Regions from separate parts of the Mus musculus genome. Here regions 2, 3 and 4 are each linked to region 1. Evidence: chromatin contacts called from public Hi-C data. All regions are on one chromosome and are shown on one strand. The core of a region is the stretch at or near the end of the contact, and the rest is flanking DNA. Distances in the headings are between cores, read along the strand shown.

Region 1 (3,859 bases), core at 610-3,109:
CATTACCTTAGCTTCTCTGTAGTGAATGGACAGACACAGGGCAGTAAGCTTGGAAGGAGACACCAGTTAGGAAAGCCATAGGGCATCAAAGGGAAGAGGCCATTGTGACTTGGACCAAGAGACGCAAGTGGCGAAAAGAGGGTCTGTTTCTGTACCCTCTGAAGAGCTCACTGGAGATCAGGGAAGAATGATAAAGGGGACAGGTGCGTGTTCATTCCCCAGTTGTCTCAGTCAGCAAGGGGACCTCGAGAGGAGCGACCCATTGTCAGCGAGCAAGGCGCTGTGCTGAGTTCCCGATCTGTGATCTGCTGGCTACCTTTCTCCTGCGAGTCTCTGGTGTTGGTTCTGACCTCTGGAACCTCCATAGGTCAAGAAGAACCCCTTTTACTTGTCAGATACTCCAAGGCAGCTGCTCCATCAGCTGGTCTCCCCCAAGGCTCACACGCCTGTTCCTCTGGCCTTTTCCCGTGGGGCTTATCTTTGAAGCACTTTGCCAATCACTTTGTCAGTCACCTTCCTCCAGACACACACTGCATTGCTCGATGCCCTTTTGAAAATGGGATGGATTGCAGCTGGCTGTCACCTTGACAACAGGGATGAAGGCCCCAGGAGAAAAGAAAATCCATCTTTCATGTTTAGAGTAATACATAGAAGAACATTAAAAATACAGACAAAATATAAGAAAAGCTTAAGTGGCTATAATGTTGCTATTTTAAATTTTGATTACATTTCTATTCATCTTCTCTGGGTATCTGTTATCTAAAACATGGATACAGAGAGGTGTGTTGTTCTGATGGCTGGCTTTTTCACATCAATATAAGTTCTCACCAACAGTGCTTTCCTTAACTATTTTTGGATATAATTTATATACATATATATGTATATACATACATATACATATATATCTAGTTTTTAAGTTTCATAAATAATGTATAATTGTATACACTTAACATCAAACCAGTCTTTCTTGTCGTCTCTTAAGCACAGATTCCTGGTTTAGAATTACTGGGTACGGACATTTTTTTCCTGGGCTTTGACACACTTGGATGTCCTCCGGGCAGAGTTTACCTGTTCCTCCCCTCTCTCCCTAAAATGGATCAGTGGCCTAGGCCATTTCAACTTTCCCTGACCCTACCCAGAGGAGATAATGAATGAGAAAAATCCCAAATACCAGGAGGGCATGTGCAGAAGGGGAGGGCCATCAATTGAATCAGCCCACAGCTTTGAGCACTTGCCCTCTCGGCTGTGCACCAAATGAATGAACCCTACACCTCATGTGCCAGGGCGGAAAATGATCAGGCTTATGAAGTGGCTTGCTAGAGGCCACACAGTCTGAGTGAAGATCGTTTTCTATCCAAGTGCAAAAACCTTCCCCGGCAGATGGAGCATATCTTACCAAAAGATGCACACATGGCTGGCCATGCCACTCGTTCAGTTGTCCCACCTCCTCCACAAGCACTATCCAGCTCAAGGCAGTATTGTTTCAATACAGTGTTGTCAGCCTCCTAAGCAGAGCTGGAGGCCTCTGGTGATTAGTGCGCTCGCCTCCTCCACAGGAGTGAAGCGGTGCTCATTTCTAACCCTTGCCGTCAAGCTTGCCGGGGGTTGAACCTCACTAAATAAAGTGTAGTGTGAATATTTGCTTATTAGCTTTTTCCTTTCCCCCAACAGTTTGAGTCCGTGATCTGTACGTTGCCCCCGTTGTAGAACATTCATATTGCATGACTAGACCGCAGCCTGCATTTGCTGTTGGCAGGCATTTTCTGTCATTTCTGGTTCGGGGTGACTATGAATAGTGCGGTTGGGACCAGTCTTGTATGACAAAAATAGACACCCATGCGCTTTGAGGTCAGGGGTAGTGTTATGCAATCGCTTCTCCGCGTCTGAGACATTTCCTTAAAAACAAATGCTGTTCGGTGTGAGACAGCAAGAGAGCATACATGCCTGTCTGTTTACTTGTGCGCATGCTCCCTGCTGGAGGGAGGGGCAGCCGACGGCACTCTTCCTGGAGAATATATGGCTGCCGCCTCTTGGAGGCATGCTTGCTCCAGCAAATGGGACATTCACTCTGCTGCTGGCAGCAGAACACAGGAGTGGCTGTGGGCGGAAGAGTGTTTCTGTGATTTAATTATGAATCTCAGGGAAGCATATTACGATCCTCTCCAACCTGCTGCGCTGAATGGCAGGATGCCACAGGCACGTCTCTCAGGTGTTCCGAACGTGCCAGAGAGAAAAGGGTGAGGGACCCTGTGACAACCTCTCTATATCTCTGCACACAGTGTCCTCACCAGAGATTTGGGGGGCCTGAATCTGGTCAGTCCCCTCTAAATCATTAACAGCTATGGTTGAGAGATCACAAGGACATAAGGCAAAGTTGGCTCGAGGGAGTCACATGCCTTACCCGGATCAGTGTCGCTCATACCTGCTCTGGTTTCATTGTTAACAGCACCTCCTTTATCTGGTAGCGATGTCCCAATTCATTAATAACTGTTATGGTCATCCACTTAGTCACAGTGCTTAAGGTTCTGTTGCCTGTATGCAAAATGACCTTGGACAAGCCATGGCAGCCCTCTGAGCGTCACTGCACCGACTACAGTAACGTGGGTTCGTAAAGATGAAACAAGGCAGCAGGTGATAGACCTTCAGCCCTGTCACAGAAAAAGAACCCAACTGTTTACCCAACTGTTTACATCCTGTTTACTGTCGCTGTCGCTTGAAGCTAGATTTTCCGTGAGGATGAAGTGTGATTGCCTGGAACCGAAGGGCCTGGGGCTGTGCAGTCTCATCTTCCTGCTGAAAGGGTTTGTTTGCCTTCCTTCCAGCGTACTAGGTGGAGTTAATCACTTAGGCTTTCTCTCAGGTCTACTGCGCAGATGCAGACGCTAGTAGCATTTGGATGTGAAACTATCAACCTGCACTGTAGGGGGTGATTAGGAAATCCTGAGACAGCACCCAGAATCAATGGGGTGACCATACAACCTGGTTTTACGTTGCTGCTCTGTGTAAAAATCAGTAGTGCTCAAGACAACCTTTGACTCCAGGTTCTCTCAGTTCTGCCCAAAATAAGATCTGTGTACACCCATCCTGGAGTAAGGCGTCACTTTTGGGACAAGGCCAAGGTCCAGAGAGAGTACCAAGGTAAACTGGATAGCCTTCTAAACAGAGTCCCACCTGGCAGCCAGCGACAAAGATGTTTGAAAACTCCATCAGATGGGAAAGCAAGTTGCAGGGAAATGCCTACTGTATACTTCACTTACACAGAGTTGAAATTTTTGTTATTTTTAAATCGGTGTGTGTGTATGTGTGTGTCTGTGCGAGTGCGCGTGAGTTCAGGTGCGCCCAAAAAGAGCGTCAGACCCCCTGCAGCTGGAGGTGCAGGCAAATAGCGAGCCATCTGATATAGGTATTTGTTGGGAACTGAACCTGGGTCCTCTGGAAGAGCAGCAAGCACTCTTTTTTTTTTTTTTCTATTACATATTTTCCTCAATTACATTTCCAACGCTATCCCAAAAGTCCCCCAGCAGCAAGCACTCTTAACTGCTGAGCCATCTGGCTAGTCCCATAAGTAGTCATTTTATTTTTAACTATTTGTATGCATATGTGTTTGTGCGTATGTATGTGTGAGTTCCTGCAAGTGTGTGCAGGTGCCTGTGGTGGCCAGTAGAGGGCATATGATCCCCTGGAACTGGAATTTACAGGCAGTTATGAGCCCAAGTACTAGGAACCAAACTCAGGTCCTCTGCAAGAACAGTGTATCAGTCCTGCCCCACATTTACACAGAAGTTAGTAAAGCCAACCTAAGTGATTTCTTCTTTAGAGATACAGACATGTGTGGGGAAAAGTGTAAAGAAAAAGAAAG
Region 2 (3,859 bases), core at 359-2,858, 230 kb after region 1:
TCAGGGAAGGGGTGGCTAAACGAGGGTGCTGAACCTGAGTCTAGACAGTGTGACTGAGGCCCTCAGCTCGGTCCTAGAACCCCCTCATTCTCGTCGGGATCAAGAAAGAATCAAGAGACAGGAAAGAAGGAGAAGATTTTTGAATTTGTTTTTCCTTTGGATTTCTGCCAAGTTGGCTGGCACCTGCTGCCCTAGTCCCCCCACCCCCACCCCTGTCGGGACCAAATCAGTATTTTGTCTGGGTCCCTGGACTAGCAGGTGAGAATTCAAGCCACTTGTACAATCATGGACCTGGCAGAAAGAAGGTGTGTGGGACAGTCTCTGGAATGTCTAGTGTTTTCTTCTGGACAGATGTGGACCACATAGGAGAAACGTCTTGGGGGTTGAGTTGGGATGTACACTCAATGGGTATATGAGGGTAGGGTAGGGGGATCCCAGTAGCAGGAAGCCAAAGGACAGGGCATCTCCATGAGGCTTAGGGATGAGCCCCCAGGATATGTGTAACACCTTAACCCAGTCAAAAGACTGCAAGGAAGAATCTCCTAAAGTGACAGTGGAATAGGAGTCTCCCAGGGGCACCGTGAGAAGCCAGCTCTTTTGTCTGTGGAGATTAGTAAGCTGAGGCCAGCAACAGGAGTTCCCATGTTAGCCCATTGCTTGTCCTTTACCACCCCAAATCCCCGACCAAGCAGACTCATCAGGGAAGAATTGGAAAGCAAGAAGAGAAGAACATGCTGCCAAGCTGAGAAGTCAGCCATTGGTCCCTCTACCTCATCCGTGAGCTGGACATAGACCTGGTGGTAGTTGGGAGATTAGATGCAATATCAGGTCCATGGGTTTTCTGGGTTTGTCTGTTTGCTTGTTTGTTTGTTTGTTTTATTCACCTTGGGCTATTTTATTTTATTGAGACAGAGTCCCATTATGTGGTTCTGGTTGGCCTGGAACCTACTCTGTAGACCAGGTTGGCCTCAAACTCACACTGCTCACTCTCTAAAATGCTGGGATCGAAAGCTTGGACCATCACGCCCTCAAGGCTTGGCCATTTTAAACTCCAAGAACTGTGTCTGTGTTTACTACCAAAAGTGATCTCAGCCTGTTTCCCAAGATGAAGTCATGGATCTGGCAGAGTTTTTGTCCAGGTGTGTTTTATGTCCTGGGGAGTTCCCAGGGATGAGAGAGACAGCAGCAGCAGGTTGACTGTGGACAGCTTGTGAGCTGTTGTCAGTACAGCCGTTCCTCTTAGAGTCAACATGGAGTAAGCGTGGGGATCTGTGCTTCTCCCCACGTTGAACCTTCAGACCTGGTGAAGCCCTATTTCACTGAGGCGAGGGCCAAGCTCATCTGTATCCATCCTTTTCTCCACTGGCCTCATAGCAGCAGTGTTTCCCAACCTGGCCACGCCATGGCAATGTTTGCCCAGCCTGGCTACGAGATGGTCACCCCAGATCTAGGTTGTGCATCCTAGCTCACCCAAACACATAATTGCAGCTGCTGCTCTCTCTGTACTTATTACAGAGAGAGAAGGAAGTCCCTCCCCAAAACCAACCTGTGACCTTGGACCAGAGCTGGGTCACATAAGCACCCCGCCCTGCAACACATCTCTAGAACATTTTCACTTCCTTATTTCCTAAGACACTTCGAGCCACTATAAACTAAAATGGTGTCTCCACCCATGAACTGATCCCAATGAGATCATCAGTCACCTCACTGCTTGAGTGGGTACGGTGTTTCACAAACTATGTACTTTGATTTCTAAATCAGTTGATGCTGCTGGCTTCTTCTTGCCCCTTGAGATCTTGTTTGTCCCCTCACAGGGAGCTTCCTTTCTGGGTCTCCTACCTCTCCATCCCTCTTCAGGGTTCTGTGACTCTCTCAACTCCATTACAGTGTGTGTGTGTGTGTGTGTGTGTGTGTGTGTGTGTGTGTGTGTGTGAGAGAGAGAGAGAGAGAGAGAGAGAGAGAGAGAGAGAGAGAGAGAGGAGATGCCAGAGATAAATATTAGATATCATTCTCCATCTTTATCTTCTTCTCCTCCTCCTCCTTTCCCTCCATCATCTTTGTCATCACCACCACCACCACCACCATCATCATCATCATGATTTTTTTTGAGACAGGGTTTCTCTATGTAGCCCTGGCTGTCCTGGAACTCACTTCATAGATCAGACTAGCCTCGAACTTAGAGATCTGTCTGCCTCTGCCTCCCACGTACTTACTGACTTATTTTTATTTTTGAGACAAGTTCCCTCACTGAAGCTGGGGCAATTGGGCTAGACTGGCCATCCCCTGGGCTCCAGGGCTCTCTGTCCCTGCATTGGGGTCACAGAAGTGTGATGCCATGTCCAGCTTCTGGGTGGGTTCTGGGGATCCAAACTCAGGTCCTCCTGCTTGCATGAAGCGTCCTTTTCAAAGTGAGCTGCCCCTCCAGCCCCCACCCTACCCCCGCCCCCACCCCCGCATATGCTTTCTACACCAGCTCTCCTTGCATTCGGCAGCAGCCTGTGTGACAGATACCCAAACATAAATTCATCATTAGCACTCATCTCTTTTCTCCAGGGTCAATGTAGCCCCGGCTATCCTGGAACTCAATGTGTAGACCAGGCTGACTGGTTCCCAGCCTGGAACTCACAGAGATGCCCCTGCCTCTGCTTACTGAATTTGGGGATTAAAGTGGTGTGCAGTTACTCAACTCCATACTTCTAATTTCTGTATAACATCTCTGCCATGCATAGCCTTAGGCTGAAAACATCAAAGTCTTTCCCCTTACCTCTGGTGTTTTCGTATACCTCCACCTATCCAGACTGGAAGCTGGAGCCCTCACCATTGCCCACCTCAGACCCAGTCAGTACTACCTCCCAATTACATCTCAGAACTGCCACTCGCCATCTTGGCCACACTATGTTTGCCCTGTTTCCACTCTCTCTTGAGTGGTTCCAAACCAGTGCCTGTCTGTTCTGGTCCTCTTCCTGTGTGAGTATAATGCCTGCCACCATGCTAGCCACGTTGCCACCGAAAGATAACAGCTGTCACGGCTAAAATAATAAAACCCATGTTCTGGGGATGGCAGTGGGAAGACCGACAGAAGCCACTTGCCTATCAGCCCCATAGAGCAGCTGAATCAGTGCTGCCAATCACCTGCCAGTGCCATGATGAGGTCACAGAAATGTCTGTCCTACATAAGCCCTGGCTAATTGCATCACAAAACATCTGCTACCGAAGGGATGAAGGAGAAAACAGTCGGAACAAATCTATGACATGTTGATGTGTCAACCTCAAGGCAGCTATTTTAGTGCAAGGGACATATTTTAGTGGGAAAGACAAATTATTAATTATTTAGCATTTTTGTTTTTGTTCCCTATGACATGTTCAACTGATATTATGCCCATCTGTTTGAACAAGATCCATCTTCATTTATCTTTTTTGGATTATTACTGTTATTGTTATTATCATCATCATTATGACTGCTATTATTATTATTATTATACTGGGGCATATTAAGCAAGTTCTTACCACTAAGCTACATCCCCAACATCTTTGTTTTGTGATATAAATCGGTGCTTCCAATAATTTTTCGGGAGGAATTTTAGAATGGTCACCCCCAAACACCTCCAAGTCAAAAATACCTTTCTCTCACAGGTCCCTGTAGCTTCGTTGCTTGTTTTGAGTAACGATGAGGGAGGAAGGGCTCTGTGGGGTGGATAAGGGGAACAGATGTCCAGTTTCCCCAGTACGCACTGCTTTGACCCTGAGAGTGAGAGTTAGAATGTAAGCAGGACTCAGAGAATAGATGGTTAAATGCTAGCTCACAAGTAAAATATAAAGACCATGCATGAGGCTCGGGGACGAGGGTCCTTCTTTCTCT
Region 3 (3,859 bases), core at 655-3,154, 170 kb before region 1:
TAATTTAAAAGAAGACGACCTTCCGTGCCACACCTTGCTTGCTGCTCTGGAGACCAGGTAAGAATATTCTGTCTGGACTGTTAGGAATTGAGTTCCGATTGGTAAGTTGCATATGACTTGGGGGGGAATCATAAATGCCTGCTCTTCAGGTGTGCTTGGGAATAGTGTGTGTTCCCTGTGGGAATGGGAGTTCTGGCACTGAGCCTATGTCTGTAGAGATGTTGGCTGTCGAGGAGCAAGAAGCTTTTAATCACAGGCCAGCTCCTGCACCTGCTGGATACGACACTCATCTCCCTTGAGTGTGTGCTGTGTCGTCTGGGGAGTAAGGGAGCCCAGCTCCTGGATGGCTGAGTGAGCTGTCAGCTGCATGACCGACTGCAGAGCTCGCAGTGAGGAACCTGTGAGGCTGCCCAGCTGCAGGTGGTGGCTCTGTCCTCCGCTCTGAGTCAGCAGCTGCCACTAAGGCCTGTGACAGTCTTGCAGCTTGCTCAGCAGCTGAGTAATGTCACCTGGGGACAGGTTTTCTTCCGAGGCATTAGTAAATTTTGATAGAATCAGAGATCTTTAGTCATCTTGTCAGTTTCCCTTACTCTTCCCTAATCTTGTGGGGTGGCAAGTTCACTTTATGGATCCTGTCTTTGCTTTGTTCCTTTCAGTCTGCCAGTCGCCGTTATGGCCACTCGGTCCACCCGTGGACCTGCAGAAGGGATGTGTGTGCCAGTGTGGCGGATGTCTTGGAAGGACACTGGGCTGCATGGGCCTTGAAAGGAAAATGTTACTGTCTGTTACCCCGCACAGTACTCTGCTCAAAGACTTTCAACTGCTATTCATCTGAGGCCTACTGCACGTCAGGCACTGGCGCTGTGTCCCTGTGAGAAGGGAAGCACACGTGCCCTCCAGGAGTTTACAGCACCTGATGAGTACAACCTGGCAGAGTCATACAATTCTACAATTCTTTACTAAGATTAAAATGTCTTAGTATTTGTATTAGTTTAAATGCTTATATAGAATAATCTCAAAGTATTACTTAAGTAAATGCTACATATTTTATACCACTTTTATCTCTCCTCACTTTTATCGTTAAATTACCCATCATTCCCTAGCTCTTAGCCTGAGCATAGAGTTGCTGACATAAAGACCAAATGAATCATGAGTAGCTACGTAAAACTTGGCAGGGTTGGAGTATTACTGAGTGTGGAGAAGTGGACTGCTGGGTTATTTCATGCAAGTAGGATAAAGTCATTGTTGTCTCTTGTATCAGTAGAAGTAGATTTACTGTTTTTGATTTGACGTGTTGGAACCCTGACTTGCTTAAAAATTGTAGTTTAATGGCTTGCTTGGATTTTTCTCTGCAGCATATATGCCATGCCTCCACTTGGTGGCACCTTCTGTTCACTTATAGCTAACATGTCTTTTTCCTCAGTGTAGAGCACTCATGTCTCCTTGTATACTGAAATCAATCTCTCTCTCTCTTTCTCGCTCTCTCTCCCTTCCCTTCTCTCTCTCTCTCTCCCTCCCTCCCTTTCTCCCTCCCTCCCTCCCTTCCTCCCGCTCTCACCCACCCTTCTTCCCTCCTGTTGGCCTGTCTTCTAGTTTTTTTGTTTTTATTGTTGTTAAAGAACAAAGCCATAGACAGGTTTGTGTGGAGGAGGTGGGGTAGGCAGAGGAAAGTCAAGAGTGCTTCATTGGATCAAAGCACTGAGTGAGGCTGTTCACAGACATAGAAAAGATGCAGTGGGTGTGGTGGTCCATGTCTGTATGCTCAGTAGTAGGGAAGTGGAAAAAGAAGAAGAATCAGGAGTTAAAGGCTGGCCTGGACTAAATACCACCAGCCTGGGCTGCAGAGTGCCTTGTACCAGGGAGGTGGGGATTATAGAAGACATAAAGATAGTCAGACAGGTGGGCGGGCTGGGAGAAGGAGATGTAAATAGTGGTGGGTGGCTCGGGGTAGAGCATTCGTGTTCCCTGCACAGAGCCCTGGCTTCATTCTGGAACTCCACAAAGACACAAAACAAAGCAAAGCCTGATTGTGAGGTGTGACTGTTAGAGAAACCTTGGTAATCCAGAGGCACACAGTGCAACCAGAAATACACTCTGAATTCCTTGGCTTTTGAACGGACACCCTTAGGATTCCCCTCACCTGGTCCACGGATATAGGTCGGCTTTTTTAGAAAAGGAATATGTTCTTTTTGAGAGATGAGATCATGTTGTGTTGCCTAGTTTGGATCTGAACTGGTAGGTTCATGGGATCCTCCTGCTTCAGCCTCCTGTGTAGCTGCTACCTCTGTCCCCTAAGAATCCCAGTGGAGAGAAGAGATGTTAGTTTACTGTCACATCCTCTGTAGAAGAACATTTGTGGTTATAAATAATAAGCATTTGTATTTGTGACATATGCAAGTGATTTGTGGTTTCCTCCCCCATTCACAGACACTTCCTGCGTCTCAGCAACATTCTGCCTGTTAGTCAGTGTTCCCCTAGCTGGGGGCTGTTGTACAATGGCAATTTGTATTTAAAATTAACATCCCATTTATTGCAGCTGTAAATCTTAAACTGTAGTTCTTCTTAAGCCTCGAGGCTTAGCTCATAAGCAGAATAACAAGATTAGTAAATTGAATACTTTCTGCATAAAAATAAAGAATAATCATTTTCTTTTGTTCCTTGATGAATGTTTGATAAACTCTAATGGAAAGGATTAAATTCTCCTAAACAGTTATATCTATTTACAAATTTAGTTCATTACATTATTTTAAGCATTTTAGTTAGGTTACATCTATAAATTTAATATATTTAATTTTCCCCAATCCTTCAAATGCCCAGGGAATCGTGTGTCAAGTCACTGTTCGGATCACATAGGCAGTTCTTATTACTCAAGCCAGAACTTAAGGGTCATTTCAACTCATCTAAGATCTGCCAACTACTTTTTCCTGCCTTGCTTCCTTTTAAACTATTATTAATGTGTCGCCCTCATCATTAACTGTTCTGTTTTCATACTTGTGTCATTGATAACATGTCCACCCACCGTTTTGTACCCCCTCCCCTGCTCTCTTTTTAAAATTGGGTTCATTATTATTTGTATACAGTGGGGTGCTGTGAGGTAGGGGCTGGGTGAGTGTTACAAGGACTATATGGGACCAGAGAACAAACTGGTGAAGTTGGTTCTCTCCTTCCATCTTTATGTGCATTTTAAGATCCCACTTGGGCCTCAGGCTTTCTGGCAAGGCCTCACCAGCTGAGCCTTCTCTGCAGCCCTGCTGCTTCTCTTTAAACATGGCAAACTGCTACCAGAGACTTCTACTCAAATCCAAGCCACAGGTAACAACAGCCGAAATGGTCTGGTTACATTCTTGACAGCTGCCGCTGCCTGCCTAGTGGGGTATTAGTGGTTGGTTTTGGGTTTTGGTTATTTCCTGTGCTGAGGATTGGATTTAGGGCCTGTGTGTGCCAGTCCAGGACTGTCCCACTGGGGATTAGTCAGCTTCACTCTTGTTCCACTACTGTGCTTTTGTGTTATATTTGGAGGTTTTGCTCATTATTTTGATTGAATTTTCAGAATCAAACCTGGGAGCTTGTGTGTGAGAGACAAGCACTCACGGAGCTCTACCCCAGTCCCCTCTTTTCTTTTTCTGCAATCGCATGCTGGGCCTGTGTTCTTTTCATAGTGAGAAAACAGGTTCCATCTCCTCACTTGGTCCGTAAGGCTCCTATGATCTCTGTGCATTCCGGCCCTGAGCATGGTCCTCCTACATTTCCCTGTGGCCGCTGACTGTCATGTTCTTAAACTGTGAGCACAACTCCATGTGAGCTGTTTGTGTAGGCCGCCATAGCTCACATGCTTTCTTTAGTAAGTGTGGCTTCCCAT
Region 4 (3,859 bases), core at 547-3,046, 140 kb after region 1:
ATCACATACATTACAGTCTCTCTCACTTCCTAAGTCTGCATTCCTCATACAAACATAGTCATTCCCTAAGGCTCTGCTCAAATATTGGCCTATCACAAAAGCTTCTCTGGACATCATAACTGAAATCACACACACACACACACACACACACACACACATCACAATCTATGCTTTTTGCGTGGAAGAATTTACCTGAAAATCTCTCTGAGCCTGGTGTGTGTGTGTATGCATGCGTTTTGTGTGTGTGTGTGTGTTTGTTTGTGTTTTATTTTAAAGGTTCTTTTCCCCTTTAAGTGGCTTTAAATTAGGTTTCTGATTCTTTTTAAGTTTTAATAATTTACTCTACTTTTGTGGCCACATTTAAGATGTATACTCAGTGAAAAAACGATCAATAAACAAACAATCCTCCCATCTGCCCTGTAGCTGCTCAGTTCTCCTTTCCCAACTTAAGCTGCTTGTTCACTTATTCCTGTAGCTTTTTTTTTATCTTGTCAGAAATGTGCCCTGTGTATATATAAGCACAGGCATATATCTATATTTATGTATATGTATGTATGTATATGTATCTATATTTCTCTATATAGATATGATACACATTGCACTTTCAATAAATGGTAGAACACTATATTCTCCAGCACCTTGCTTTTCTTCACTTAACTATACATGCTAGAAATGACTCCACAGAGGGCCATCGCAACTGCTACACTTGTCTAATACTCCACTAAGTCGACATGCTTGGTTCCCTGGTCTCCTTGTGAGTGAATGACACATAGGTCAGGTTGTCCTCAGTCTTTGAAAAGGCCTCCTATCGAGAGTTCTTTATCTTTCATCAATGCCTCTCACAGGACTATCAGATAGATGTCTTAGACTTCCATCCTGATCTTGTCAACTTCTGGTTCAGGGAGCCCAGCAGCTTGCCAAACACCCACAGAACAAAGCTGAACTTAATGTTGAAAGTACATTCCCCCCACCCCCTACCCCCGACTCTCCGTTCTTCTACCTGATCCCTTTTTGCCTGAAGACACCCACTAAACCGACACCTTGAGGGTCCCCTCCCCCACCCCCACCCAACGCACAGACCTGTTTTCTCTCAGCCAGCTAGGGGGATAAACACCTCCTCCCCTCCCTGTAGGCAGATCACACTGCACTCTGAGCCTGTTAGGATCAGTGATTTAAAACCTGCCAATCCGGTCTCAGGGGCACGTCTCACGAAACCACTGGACCTTGTGTAGTTAATTTGGGGGTTAGGCAACCGATACCGCATTGATTACCAATCAGTACTTTTTCTCTTCAGATTCCAAATTCCTTGTGGGCAGGGAGCACTCGCTGGGACTAGAGAACGCTCAAGTGGAAAGATGTCCCGGTTTCAAAGTAGCTTACAACACAGTGAGTCACACAAGCACAATTAAGATACACAACACAGTGGGAGTGCCGCTCCGTGGAATACTAGATGGGAAAATGCCCCTCCGTCCTGGAATCCTTAGCCCACTGTCCAGGTCCAGGAAAGCTGTCCAGCAAGTAAGTGTGCCTGTTGAGTGAAATATGTATATATATTTCATTAAGGCATCCGGCAACCTCCTGTGTGCTCAAACCCGTCTTTTTTATCACACTCAAGTGGGTCCATAACCTGTGCCAGCGTCGCTCATCTGAGCCGGGAGAGGCGTGGGAGCGCGTGGGCCCCGTTCGCAGGCAGGGAGGGCAGCTGAGCCCGGCACCTGGAGCGGGTCTAGGCGCCGCGCGGGCGCAGGGGCGGGGAGCGGGGAAAGGGGCGGAGACTGTCGCCCGCCTCCCCACCCGGGCGGCGGCGCAGGGCCGCGGGGTGTCGGCAGCAGCTGCAGCGGCCCGCGCCACCCCCTCGGCCGCGGCTCCGGGGCGAGGGTGAGCGGAGCACGGCGAGCAGCTGCCACCCGGCGCCGAGTGGAGCGGCAGCCCCGGAGGACGCAAAGTTGTCAGTCTAAGCGCAGACATGCCGGGCAGCGACACGGCGCTCACCGTGGACCGGACCTACTCAGACCCCGGCCGGCACCACCGCTGCAAGAGCCGGGTGAGGGCGCGCGCAGGGCGGCGCGGGGGTGCGAGTCTGCGTGGGGAGGGCGCGGGCCGGGTCGGCTCGGAGGCTCAGCACCGTAGAACCCAACGCCGGCCTCTCCCGGCCGGGAAGGTCCGGGGAAAACCTGCGGCCCGGGGACGCTGGGCCACCGCTGGAATCGGAGGCTAGCCAGTCCTATTCCACGACGGTGTCGCCGGGCTCTCCTCCCCGCCAGAGAGCGCACGCTGCCTGCCGGGTCCCCGGGACTCCCAGGGTCTGGCTCCCTCCCGGCACAGCCACCTGCAGGGCTCTGCATTGCTGCTGCGTCCCCTGCCTGGCAGCTGAGTCCCCTGCACTGTACGCCCGGGACGCGCTGCCCAGGTCAAAAGTCGATCTCGGCATGGACGCTCCGGAGTTGGGAGCCGTGCAGAGCGGGTGCCTTCGCCACGGTTTGCAGCCTAATTTGCTGTTGCTGATTTTGGCTGTGAGCGAAAATAGCTCTTCTGAGCAAGCTGTGGAGACCGGCCATGGAGGGCTTCACTATAAAGACGGAGGCCACAGCCCCAGCTCTGGGCCCCTCCTGAGGAACACTTTCCCTTTTGGGAAGCTCAAGTGTCCAGCAAGGATGTGACACCCCCCCCCCCATCCCTTCTTTTGACGGACTAAAGTGCCATTTGAAACAGCACCTCCTCCACTCTGGCAGGCGGCACCTGGAGTTGTTCTCTGAGCCTCCCAACTTCTGGCTTGTCCGAGGAACTGGGGATTCGATGTCGGCTTTCTTGTATAAAGTTCGTAGAGATAGACCGGGCAGAGTTTCTACCCTTCCACCTCTAAGATCAAGTTGCGGCCATAAGTGATAGGCATATGCAGGGGTCCCTTATATATAATGTGGGTATGCAGTCACAATTTGAAACAGTAGTCGATTCTCCCAGAAGTGGCATGTTTACCTCATTTCTCTTTTCACTTTAGCGCCTCTTAATCAATTTAGGAAAAATGATTAAAAAAAAAAAACCCACAAATTTAATGAGTTTGGTGGAATCGCTCCTGCATCGACCGACTCTTTCTCGGTTTCATTAGAAGTTTCATAACAGTGCACCAGGAAAGTATTCCCAAACTCCCTAAGAAAAACATTTAGAGTTTTGGTTACCTGCAGTCAGAAGTTTGCTTGGGAGGGCAACTACTCGCGAACCCAGCTGACTGAAGGAAAGGTCTTTTTTCATAAAACATTTGTAACCCGGTGGGGGTGGGGGACAAACGTAATAGAGCAGTCACAGGTGAGACGGTAATGCTAAGATAATTTGAGAGCCTGGGTTGTCATAACTTAATGGTCTCTGTAAGCAAGCAGGGTTGGTAACTCCTGGGGGCTGGTGAGCTTGTTGACAAACTTGGAATGAGCTTGAATGAGTTGTTGCGGGTCAGGTAGAGGTGGGAACTGGTGCTCACACACTCAGTTGGGGAATGGAAGGACTAGCTGAACTGCAGCGTCTTCCCCACACCTGTCTCTCCTTAAAGTGACCAAGACATCATGTCAAGGGGATTTTTTTTTTCCTTAAAAATCCTGCTTATCACGTTTTACTTGTTACATTATCAGTAGGGAGATACTGGATTTGCAAGTAAACTGTGCAGTACAACTGAGTTAGGTGCTGGATGGACTGACTAGTCTCTGTAATTAGTCCACTGGGCAGATGAAACCTAGTGAAGGCAGAAGACATGGGGGGGGGGTAGGGGGGCGGGGCAGGAGTTGAGTGGCCCAGATCACACAGTTCAAGGCCCTCCTAGTGATCCCGATTTAGCCTTCTGGACTGTCTGCTTTTAGTTGTTTTTTGTTGC

Evidence for each region. Hi-C and Micro-C count contacts between places; a contact is called where the count stands out from the background.
Region 2: a Hi-C map of bone marrow-derived macrophages shows a contact between it and region 1, with 29 read pairs. The contact joins two enhancer-like sites. A contact is called at or near these places in 8 of 484 Hi-C or Micro-C datasets (the N1E-115 cell line, bone marrow-derived macrophages, cerebral cortex and 4 more) and 1 of 115 datasets of contacts at active chromatin or transcription factors (microglia).
Region 3: a contact with region 1 is called in a Hi-C map of cortical neurons, with 2.8 times the contacts expected there. The contact joins two enhancer-like sites. A contact is called at or near these places in 9 of 484 Hi-C or Micro-C datasets (B cells, bone marrow-derived macrophages, cerebral cortex and 5 more) and 6 of 115 datasets of contacts at active chromatin or transcription factors (CD8 T cells, SST interneurons, VIP interneurons and 3 more).
Region 4: a Hi-C map of nephron progenitors shows a contact between it and region 1, with 2.0 times the contacts expected there. The contact joins the promoter of Tmcc3 here to the enhancer-like site in region 1. A contact is called at or near these places in 1 of 39 promoter capture datasets (macrophages) and 4 of 484 Hi-C or Micro-C datasets (the N1E-115 cell line, cerebral cortex and nephron progenitors).

The regions. Positions count from the first base shown.
Region 1 is chr10:94,376,617-94,380,475 of GRCm38.p6, forward strand. It overlaps a transcript of Tmcc3 not described here. Among named protein-coding and RNA genes, the nearest start is that of Gm32827, 48 kb to the right of the region's middle. Within about 2 kb of position 1,860, at least 138 of the 459 cell types and tissues checked have an H3K27ac peak or open chromatin away from gene starts, as enhancers often do. A contact at or near this core is called in the N1E-115 cell line, bone marrow-derived macrophages, cerebral cortex and 2 more, where this site is marked.
Region 2 is chr10:94,604,068-94,607,926 of GRCm38.p6, forward strand. It overlaps Gm32898 (a long non-coding RNA gene), which reads right to left. Exons shown (of 5, transcript XR_001779842.1): 4 at 3,621-3,859. Among named protein-coding and RNA genes, the nearest start is that of Gm32898, 18 kb to the right of the region's middle. Within about 2 kb of position 1,609, at least 49 of the 459 cell types and tissues checked have an H3K27ac peak or open chromatin away from gene starts, as enhancers often do. A contact at or near this core is called in bone marrow-derived macrophages, where this site is marked.
Region 3 is chr10:94,209,522-94,213,380 of GRCm38.p6, forward strand. The region is part of intron 3 of Ndufa12 (NADH:ubiquinone oxidoreductase subunit A12); the gene reads left to right. Among named protein-coding and RNA genes, the nearest start is that of Ndufa12, 12 kb to the left of the region's middle. Within about 2 kb of position 1,905, at least 22 of the 459 cell types and tissues checked have an H3K27ac peak or open chromatin away from gene starts, as enhancers often do. A contact at or near this core is called in bone marrow-derived macrophages, cerebral cortex and cortical neurons, where this site is marked.
Region 4 is chr10:94,513,061-94,516,919 of GRCm38.p6, forward strand. It overlaps Tmcc3 (transmembrane and coiled coil domains 3), which reads left to right and starts at 1,797. Exons shown (of 4, transcript NM_172051.3): 1 at 1,797-2,044. The coding sequence starts at 1,967. Gm40743 (a long non-coding RNA gene) reads right to left here and starts at 1,819. Exons shown (of 3, transcript XR_871960.2): 1 at 1,628-1,819; 2 at 1,272-1,528.